Linked DNA regions of Bombyx mori: region 1 is linked to region 2. The links are chromatin contacts, called in public Hi-C maps. All regions are on one chromosome and are shown on one strand. The core of a region is the stretch at or near the end of the contact, and the rest is flanking DNA. Distances in the headings are between cores, read along the strand shown.

The links. Hi-C and Micro-C count contacts between places; a contact is called where the count stands out from the background.
Region 1: a Hi-C map of whole pupa shows a contact between it and region 2, with 1.9 times the contacts expected there. The contact joins the promoter of LOC101737257 here to the enhancer-like site in region 2. A contact is called at or near these places in 4 of 7 Hi-C or Micro-C datasets (middle silk gland, posterior silk gland, an unstated tissue and 1 more).

The regions. Positions count from the first base shown.
Region 1 is chr18:8,209,219-8,214,657 of ASM3026992v2, reverse strand. It overlaps LOC101737257 (protein TIS11), which reads left to right and starts at 2,864. Exons shown (of 2, transcript XM_004928217.5): 1 at 2,864-3,608. The coding sequence starts at 3,546.
Region 2 is chr18:8,172,448-8,177,538 of ASM3026992v2, reverse strand. No RefSeq gene overlaps it. Among protein-coding and RNA genes, the nearest start is that of LOC134200597, 13 kb to the left of the region's middle. Within about 2 kb of position 2,393, at least 5 of the 8 cell types and tissues checked have open chromatin away from gene starts, as enhancers often do.

The DNA.
Region 1 (5,439 bases), core at 1,615-4,114, 37 kb before region 2:
GAATCCTTCATTTCCAATACACTTACACTCACAAGTCTCACCTTCTTATTAACTGCCAAAAGTATAATGTATCCTATATAGGCAAACCGTCGATGTAATAACAAATATCTTAAAAATATCTGGCTTAGATAATTTTAGTTCTTTGATTGAATACATCTTCACTACGATACGCTTTATTAAACATGTTTAATTCCGCGGTTTATTTTTCAAGTGGTTTTTAGTTTTGCAAAAATTTGGAATACTCACGTCCTAGCAATAAGTAACTCGATATTCCAAAGACAGTTTTTGTGATCGCGGATAACTAAACCTAATGAAATGAAACACAAAATGGTAATTTTTCCCGCATATTCTTTTTTTATTTTTCTACTTCACTAATGAGATTTTTTTTTATCCAATTCCAAACATTCTAGTTGAACATTTTAAATTATAGACTTGGATTATTTCGCATAAGAAATTCATGACATTGGAAAAAACTCAGTGCGAGTTTGTTAATTTTTCTTAATCAAACGCTGATCCCTAATTGAGTTTGTATTTCAGATCTCATTACACAATTTTTCCCATGAGTAAATAATGATACCAGTAGCTAAGCAATAAAATAAAAGCTATAAGTAAGCTTGTTCGATTTTGCTGTCAAAGAAAAACAGGAGTGTTAAGTTGAAATTTGTACTTATGGAGACCGTATTATTATAAAGTAAACAATATTATCTGTGAATTTATTTTCAACAATCTTGAAATTACTACTTATTCGTTTTTTCTTCAGTGCGAACGTTTAAGCCGGCAAGATAATCTGAGCTATGTTTTGATAAAACACATTGTATGCGTTGGTAAGCAATCTCTAATTCAAATCATAAGACGTTCTCTTAGCACCACTGTGTTTGACATATTATCATCTTGCTTAATTGCTACTATGAGCTAACGAATAACATAAGGTCTAGTGTTTTAAGCAAGCAAATCTTAAGATTTTAACCCACATAAAACAAGTATTCCGAAAACCAATGTCCTCCTGAATAAGTAATTTAAAAAACAAATATTTGGATTAAAACTGTAAGTCTAAATTTCAATTTTACGTCGCCGTCACTTCGGTACGTTTGTTATTAATCTTAACCGATAAATGTTCAGCACTTCCGGCGATACACATTATCCTTCTATTTATGAATTAATTAATTCAAATTTGTATCCGTCCTATGTGTTTTCGTTCATTAAAATTTTCAACGTTCATTGCAGTTTCAATAAAATATTAGGCTATGGATTTTATAAAAAAAACCCTTGTTAACTTTTTTAAGACAATGAACAGGAATGCGAAAACATGAAATCAACATTTTAATGGTGAACATGAAACAATCTCGTTTGGATTCCCGTAAGATCGGTACTTCATAAACCTAAAACCTGACTAAAACCGTCGAACGGGTTTGCAACCAACGAATATCATTATAAAAAGTTGTTCGAGAGACGCAGTCGAGCGCAGCTACAGACAGCGCTCTAGAGATGGGCGAAAGCGATTTAAAGTATTTCTGCCTAATAGTTTCGTGTATTTGTGCTATTGATTTACAAACTTTACCAGCTATTTATGTCGGTTGATTACTTTAAGCGTAAATTTTACTTTCAAAACGAACATCGTATTCATTGTTTTTAAAGAAGCCAGCCATAAATGTTGTTCTTCAAGTAAGTTATGAACTCATAAACTAACGCGAAGATAGGTACACGACAACCGCTCGACATCCCTCATTGCTCATATTTAATGGCCTCACATGAGATGCATTGTAAAAAAACATTATGAACGTATAAGTATCCTATCCTAGTTTTTGAAAAGGATTAATATTATGAATTTCTACCTATAATAACATAAGATTTATATTATAATTTATCGTGCGGAACTATTTTTAAATACACCTGTGTAAGTAAGTACATAAGACCCGTAATATTTGTTAGTAACTAAAGTTGTTAAGGGCACGCTCGACGCGCCGTGTCGTTTTGTTTGTGCATCTCGATTGGTAGAGAACCAGTTCAGTTCAGCTCAAAAATCACAAGTTTTTGTTTAGTGCCAAGGTGGACTTGGGTTTTATGCGTGATAATAACTTTACCAAAATATTTTTAACACTCAAAGCAGTTTTGATTGTGTTTTGACATTATCCAGTTTAATATATATACGAGTATTCCGTGACACTGTAGATAAGACGGAAACAATAGGCCGGTGTATCTCAAACATTATGTGTAACAAGATAGTGGAAAAATTTGTAAATGTGAAATGAAAAAATAACGAGATAAACGTACTCTTGATCAAGCCCTTCTGACTAAGCCCTCAGGTTCGCTCATCCGTCCTGGCTAAGCAGTAGTCCCTAGATAAACTGCTATCCTGCCATTACAAAAAATGTTGATCGAAGATATAATATTATGTAGATCCCTACAATTATTATAGTAAATATTCTACTTGCGAATATTCCTATCATTACTAGGCTTAATATTATTGTTTTAAACAAAAGTAAGTTCTAGTATATGAATTTGCCGAAGGGATAGGTTCACGTGGCCAATTTTATTAATTTCCCATACAATTATTCCTTTTATCAATAATTTATTATTTTCTCCTTTAATTTAAATATTCATATCATATCTTAACAATGAGCAGACTTAAGCTTTAATCACAATCGACTCTTTTTCATTACTGGCAATTGAAATTTTAGTTTGTAATTGAAGTTTAAAACATGTTATTAGTTTATGATAGTATTTTTGAACTATATATATTACGATTTGTGTAATCAAAATTTGTTAGTGTTTAGATATGGAATTTAACAGGGTCCGAAAATGGCCGAACGCACCCGAGCGGTAAACGAATCTCGTTCCAAAACGTGATCGCGCTGTTTGATTTGAAAACAAAATTCACCCGCCCGCTGCCGCGCCAACCGCAGCACGACGATGAAACGGGCGAAGGCGAGGTGCCACACTACAACAAGATCAGTGCGCGAGCAAGCGTGATACGGAATGTACGTGTGGTGCGTTTTGCGCGGACGTTGACGCTGCGATTTATTATTGAAATTTTACGATTTATACAACTAGAATAAAAACTTTTTGGAGTATAAAGTCGATAACTACAAAAAAGTTTGTATTGTAGAAGTTAACTTTGACGCAGTTCGCGCAGAATTTGACCAAAATTTGTGTTTCCGTATAGACGCGAAAAAAAGGTTGTAAAAAACTTTTCGAAACAAAGGACTGTTTTGTACATTTTCGCTGCGATAGCGAAATTGTGTTCAAAATTACTGTTTTGGCTTAAATCTGGAGGGGGAACAAAATCGCCTCTTGGCCAACTAGTTCGGAAACAAACTGATCACCGAACGATAAACAAAAAAGCAACGACCTCAGTAATTGAACTATAAAATCGCAAGGATTTTGGAAACATCTTCAAAAGTCTTCGTGAACTTTTCATCAGCTAACCTAAAATTCACAGTGAGTTCGTCGACCTTATATATTCGTGCTACAGTGGATCAGTTTCCAAAGAAACATCAAGAAATAAGAATAAAATCTGGATTAAGTGTCGAGTTCGTTTTGCATACATGATGTCTACAGCCATAATGCATCAGTCTGCCCTGCATGACTTTGGTGATCTGTTCTTGAAGGTAAGTTTGAATCATTTATTACCTAAATACCGTCTAGCTTACACATTGTGGATGACGATAAATATTCTCATTGTGAATGTGATGATGTTCTATTATTTTATAACTGAGCAGCACTGATTTTCAATCAGCAATCGCGAGTAGGTAGTCTTGTAATGTTTGTGGTGGGGTTGATTCCTACAATGTTTATTTGCCTTATTGCTCATTAATATTCGCGGTGATTCGTATATTTCTCCGCTCACCTAGGTTTATATTGTGTCTTAAAATTTCAATCGACCATCTTAGATAATAATATGATGTAGGTACCTACATCCACAATTCTCTACACCCGTACCCATTAGATAGCAATAATCTCAGTTTATCTTTGAAGGTGCAACTCTAATGAAACAGCAATTTTCATTTCTTCAAATTGTAATGAAATTAACAGTATTCTAAAGCACTCAATAGCCATCATTAAGAGTAGGGCGATTATTACCAAGTATTTTAATATAGAAATTATTAAAATGCGTCTGCCTTATTATCTGATTCAGAAGAAAGTTAGGTATTAAGAAGATACGCAGTGTACAAACACACACACACACACACAAATATTTTTGGTTTAAAGGCATTCATTCAAAATTGCTAAGAATAATTTATAAGTAATATTTAAGGTTTTCCTTCTAAACACATAGAAATTCGGTAGCACGATTATTAATTTAAAAAGTCGTATGTAATTCTTGCATTTCTATCTCAATGGTATCAAATGGCAATGGTATCTAGCCAATGGTGCCTTATTTTTTGAATTGGTCATCACAATCAAAAGAATCGTTAAATACAAATATTTCGTACCTTTAGCGTAAAAAGCTTAAAAGAGGGTACTGTTTTCAGTTTTAAAATGGAACGTCTAGTGCAAAAATATCGCACTACCTTCAAGAAAATATATAATAATTAATAAAATAAAGTTGAATTGTGTAGTATTGGTTGAACCGGACATATTTCCATCAGATTTATTCCTCTTGAATCTTTAAAAAAATTACGCTAATGCAACGTTATTTTTATGATTCCATTCGAAAAATAAGAAACACCAAAGTAAAACCAGTTGCCCTGACATGTTTGAACTTGCGTCATGCCACATAAGTTGCAAGACGAGACTCAGTCTTAGAATGTAAAAATTTGTATTAGTCAAATGATGACTTTTGGAAATTACTATTCAATTAGGCATAGGTCATTCTAAATGAACAAACAATCGACTGCAGCAATTTATGTGAATAACAAAGTTATAAAAAAATGTGCACAGAACAACACATTTACTTACTTAATAATATATGACAGATACAATACTTAATATAAGAAGGTATATACTTCGGAAAATAATTATTTATTTTTACTGGCGGTAGGACCTCTTCTGAGTCCGCACGGGTAGGTACCACCACCCTGCCTATTTCAACCGTGAAGCAGTAATGCGTTTCGGTTTGCAGGGTGGGGCAGCCGTCGTAACTCTACTGAGATCTTAGAACTTATATCTCAAGGCGGGTGGCGCATTTACGTCGTAGATGTCTATGGGCTCCAGTAACCACTTAACACCAGGTGGGCTGTGAGCTCGTACACCCATCAAAGCAATAAAAATAAAAAAAACAAACATCAAAATAATCAAAATATCGATCTTGGATGTTTTAATTTGAAGCCCTAAATAAATGAAATGCCTTTAATGTTTTTAATTGCAAACGCGAATAAGAAAGAAATAAGAACGCGTACATACCTAGTTCACATAATCTTTATATTGTAAATGTGAACAGTCCGATAAATAATTTTGAAAATATTGATAAATAAATTTATTTTTTGATTTTGAAGTTTT
Region 2 (5,091 bases), core at 1,144-3,643:
CGAAAGGCTGTACAAGATATGAAGAATGGAAAATCTATTGGACCAGATGGTATTCCAATAGAAGTGTGGAAGTTTCTGAAAGCGGATGGATGCACGTGGCTGACTTTATTCTTCAATAAATTGTTTCAAGAAGAGGCCATGCCTGACGAGTGGTGCAAAAGTTCACTCGTGCCTGTATTTAAGAGCAAAGGTGACATACAGGTATGCGACAATTGTAGAGGAATAAAGCTCATGTCACATAGTATGAAAGCTTGGGAGAAAGTGATAGCGAGAAGAATGAGAGATGAGAGTGAGGTATCACAAAACCAATTCGGGTTCATGCCGGGACGCAGTACAACGGACGCCATTTTTTGCCTGCGCCAATTGTGCGAAAAATATCGCCGTGCAAGTAAAAATGTGCACATGGTGTTTGTTGATTTAGAAAAAGCGTATGATAGGGTTCCCCGTGAGGTTTTGTGGTGGAGCATGAAAGTGAAAGGAGTGCCAGGGAAATACCAACGGCTTGTTCGAGCTATGTACGGTAGAGCTAGTACGTACGTACGCTCCGCAGCTGGCGATAGCGACGAGTTCAGTGTGGCGGTAGGCTTACACCAGGGATCAGCTTTAAGCCCTTACCTGTTCATCCTAATAATGGATGCCCTAACATCGGACATACAGGAAGAGGCGCCTTGGTGTATGCTGTTCGCCGACGACATTGTTCTCGTTGGAGAGGAAGGGCCTGAGATACAGAGGAGATTGGCAAAATGGAAAGAAAGGTTGGAAAACGTGGGTTTGAAGATCAGTCGAACAAAAACCAAGCACATGTTTTGTGATTTTGGTGGTTCTTCAGACTTCACGCCAATCGCCTTAGATGGTGTATCCCTGCCAGTCTGCTCCGACTTCAAGTACCTCGGCTCTATACTCCAGAACGACGGCAACATAGACCGGGACGTCACAAATCGAATAAACGCTGGTTGGATGAAATGGCGACAGGTCTCTGCAACAGCATGCGATCGTAGAATGCCCCTTCAGCTCAAGGGTAAAATTTACAAAACGATCATTAGACCTGTCGTGCTGTATGGATCTGAGTGTTGGGCGACGAAAGTTAAGCATGAAAGAGGAGTGCATGCGGCCGAGATGCGAATGTTGAGATGGATGTGTGGAGTGACAAGAATGGATAAGATAAAGAATGAGTATATCAGAGGAAGTTTGAAAGTGGCCCCGGTAAACAACAAATTAAGGAGCAGACGGTTAGCGTGGTATGGACATGTGATGCGTAGAGAGAAGATGCATGTGACTAGGAGATGTATGGAAATGGTAGTGCAAGGTAGAGGGGGAAGAGGTCGACCGAAGAAGACATGGATGGAGTGTGTGAATGACGATATGAGAGAGAGAGGAGTGAGTGTTGAGATGACGGCTGATAGAAGAGAATGGAAGAGAAAAATTAGCTGTGCCGACCCCACATAGTGGGATAAGGTGGAGAAAAAGAAAGAATTTCTTTAGAAACACGGTCGAAATTTCAAGTATCTCTACAGGCAAACCTGTATCAATTCTTCGTTCTATGAAACAGACGGAATGGTGGCTCATATGGGTCTTTATATTAATTTAGTAGGGTATTTAGATAATGACAGTATCATTTTCTCCTCTGTTTGCAAACCGATTTTCTTTTTAGTATCTATAGACAAGCGTTCATTTTATATACTATTTTATTGAAGTGATGAGTTCTTTTTAAATTGTCAAGAACAAAATACAAAGAGTGGTAGATAAAATTCATCTAAATCTTTACATGGGAGCGTTTATATTTGAATTTCAATCATTGGCGAACATAATTTGTATTTATTTGTTCATGGTAGAATCGCGAATATATTTAAATAACGCACCATGACTAAAACACAGATCGGCCACGTGCTTAGACCACACCACATTACATCATGAGCGTTTTAAAATTCAGAGGTACCATCTCTATTAAAAAATCCTCGCAATGGTAATAAAATATATCTAAATGTTTTATTACTTACAAATGGAAAACAAATTTGAGAATAATAGAAAAAAATAAAAACAAGAAAGAAAACTGACCTTAATAAAAAGATAATCAGTATATCATAAATGCCGTCCAAGTTAATTTCATTTGCGTTACCAAGGATAATTCAAAAACTACTGATCATATCTTTATAAAATTTCAATGGAACCTCATGAGTAGCACTATCTTTGAAATATTATAGTTATATAAATCCATTCACCTAGAAAATACTTCAGAGGCGATACATATTAAAAATACAATCGAATTGAGAACCTCCTCTTTTTTGATCTCGGTAAAAAATTAACGTCAACAATTTCGTACGTAATTAGTCTGAGGATTTCATTTAATAGCCATCACCATTGCATGGCTGAGTCGGCGGCTCTTGTAACGCCACACCAAGATAAGCATAGCCTTGACAGAAAAGTGCCTGCATTCAAAACACAAAATACTCACAGAATGCTGAGCAATAATTAACCTTTTTGTCTATGTACTTGGGGCAAAAATCGCGAGCATAACGCTTTGAGCAAAGTAAAAACAATAATTGATATCAAAAGTGTAACGGATGTTGTAATCGGTGCTTGGTGTACAAAACGAACAGGCTCGTGTTAGAGGTCATGAGATCAGTCTTCAATCTCAATTTACATTTTTGGAAGTGGGTTGAATCCAAACTATACCGATGCAACGAATTTACGAATTTAATACGAACTAAAATATTTACATGGTTCTACTAAAGTCCTGCTTCAAAGGAAGACGTAAATGAGGTGTTGACTTAAGAACTGGCTTTTCTAAGAATTCCTGGTGTATAAAGAGAGTATCCACCCAAAATTAAACACTCATAGGCAAGCTCATGGCCTAACTAATGTTAAGTGGATATCGGAACACAGAAAAATCATAGTGTAAATGCCACCAATCGCCTTGAGACAAATCAAAGTCTCAATTAATTGGATAGCGGCACGAGGTTATTCCTTCATTACGGAAATTGTTCGTGAACAGACGTTTCATGATAAGTAATATTTTAAAATTGTTCGACCCTTAATTAAAGCTTGCTTATGCCGAGCGCTCAGCACCAGAATACAAAGTACTGCATTGTACTAAACATTTTGACAGATTCTATGTTTTATCAATTCATAGAACACTATAATGAACGAATTGTGCGCAATGGTCACGTAAATTTGAAATAGGCTGAACAATAAAAACTGTTAGGCTTTTGTTATTATATGTAAATCCACCGCCTCATTGTTATGTGGAACATGTTATATGCCTTATTGAAAATTTTCCATCAACCGGTATTAACGGACGAGAACATTACAGAACAGAGAATAGCTTAAATACAAAATCCTATTTCCGTGTCGATAACCTTACATAGGTTGTGAACAACAATAAAAATAAATAAAACAAACGAGTAACGTTCGTAATAAAATAAAATGTTTGCCCACAACGAAAATTATTATCACACTAGAGGTCCCGCAGTAGTCGAAATTCGACTATAATTAATTGGAATTGTAAGTTTGTACACTATTATGATTGTACTTTATACTTCTATAATCACAAATTTCGCGAAGACTACACTATAAAAAATATTAACAAAAACAAACAATATTTAATCTCAATTTGACAATAGACGTCAAGAACAAAAGTTTGACAATAAATATTATGCATGCGTGTATGCGTCAAATACATGGTATGTAGTGTGTGTAATGTTTTCTTTATTTATTGATTTAATGTATCTTTTATGCATTATTTAAAAAAAATATTAGCATTGTGCACTTCTTCTCTATATTCTTTATAAGTGTGGAAAATTTCATACTCCTCCGACCGCGCAATTTTCGTAAAAAGGGATACAAAGTTTTTGCTTCACGTATTAATATATAGATTACCTACTTACGTACGTTCAATCAAAACTGTTATGTTGCCAAGCCCTAACTACTTACTCATATTTTGGTCTATTTTATTTACTTACTTTCATATTAGGTACCGAATGTCAACTTGGATGATATCTAAATACCTATATCAAATCAGTTGAGTAAATAGTTATACCCGTGTTAGTTCAACGATAGTAATAATTGCTGCTGGATGGATACGAAGAAATTATCTATTATTTGAACACAGCAATGATTAGATAACGACCAAGATGCGCAAAGACTTTAGTAACCAAACCTGTTGATTGACCACACTCATGTCGGAATGTCAAAGTTGGATGATAGTAATCACTAATCTGTATGACCAAAAGCAAAATATTCATCTTCAATTCGATACCTTCTACTACATCTAAAAAAAACTAGAATCTTTGCAACTTTATTACTGGTGGTAGGACCTCTTGTGAGTCCGCACGGGTAGGTACTACCACCCTGCCAATTTCTGCCGTGAAGCAGTAATGCGTTTCGGTTTGAAGGGTGGGGCAGCCGTTGTAACTATACTGAGACCTTAGAACTCTTATCTCAAGGTGGGTGGCGGCATTTACGTTGTAGATATCTATGGATTCCGGTAACCACTTAACATCAGGTGGGCCGTGAGTCCAACGTCGTCCAACCATCTAAGCAATGAAAAAAAAAAACTACTTTATAACGCCTCCTTTCTATAAAAATGTCACAAATTAGAATATTGTTGTTATAGTTATAGTATAAATTAGAGGAGAGATGATGAGTAGGAGATGAGAAGGAGCGTAGAGAGGCGATGCATGTGACTAGGAGATGTATGGAAATGGTGGTACAAGGTAGAGGGGGGAAAGGTCGACCGAAGAAAACATGGATGTAGTGTGTGAATGATAATATGAGAGAGAGAGGAGTGAGTGTTGAGATGACGGCTAATAGAAGAAAATGGAATAGAAAAATTTGCTGTGCCCCACCCCACCTAGTGGGATAAGGTGGAGACAAAAGGGGAGAAGAGTTATACCTAGTCAGGTCATAAATTCTGTCACATGTTTAATGTAAAAGAATTGAAACAAGTTTATTCATTATGTAACCATTCATATACCAAAATGAACTTAACAAAACATAGATTCTTATGACACTAAAGTTTATTCAAAATGACCTCCGTGATTTTGAATACAGGCCTTCAATCTGCGCGGCCAGTCGTCTATCGCAGCACGAACG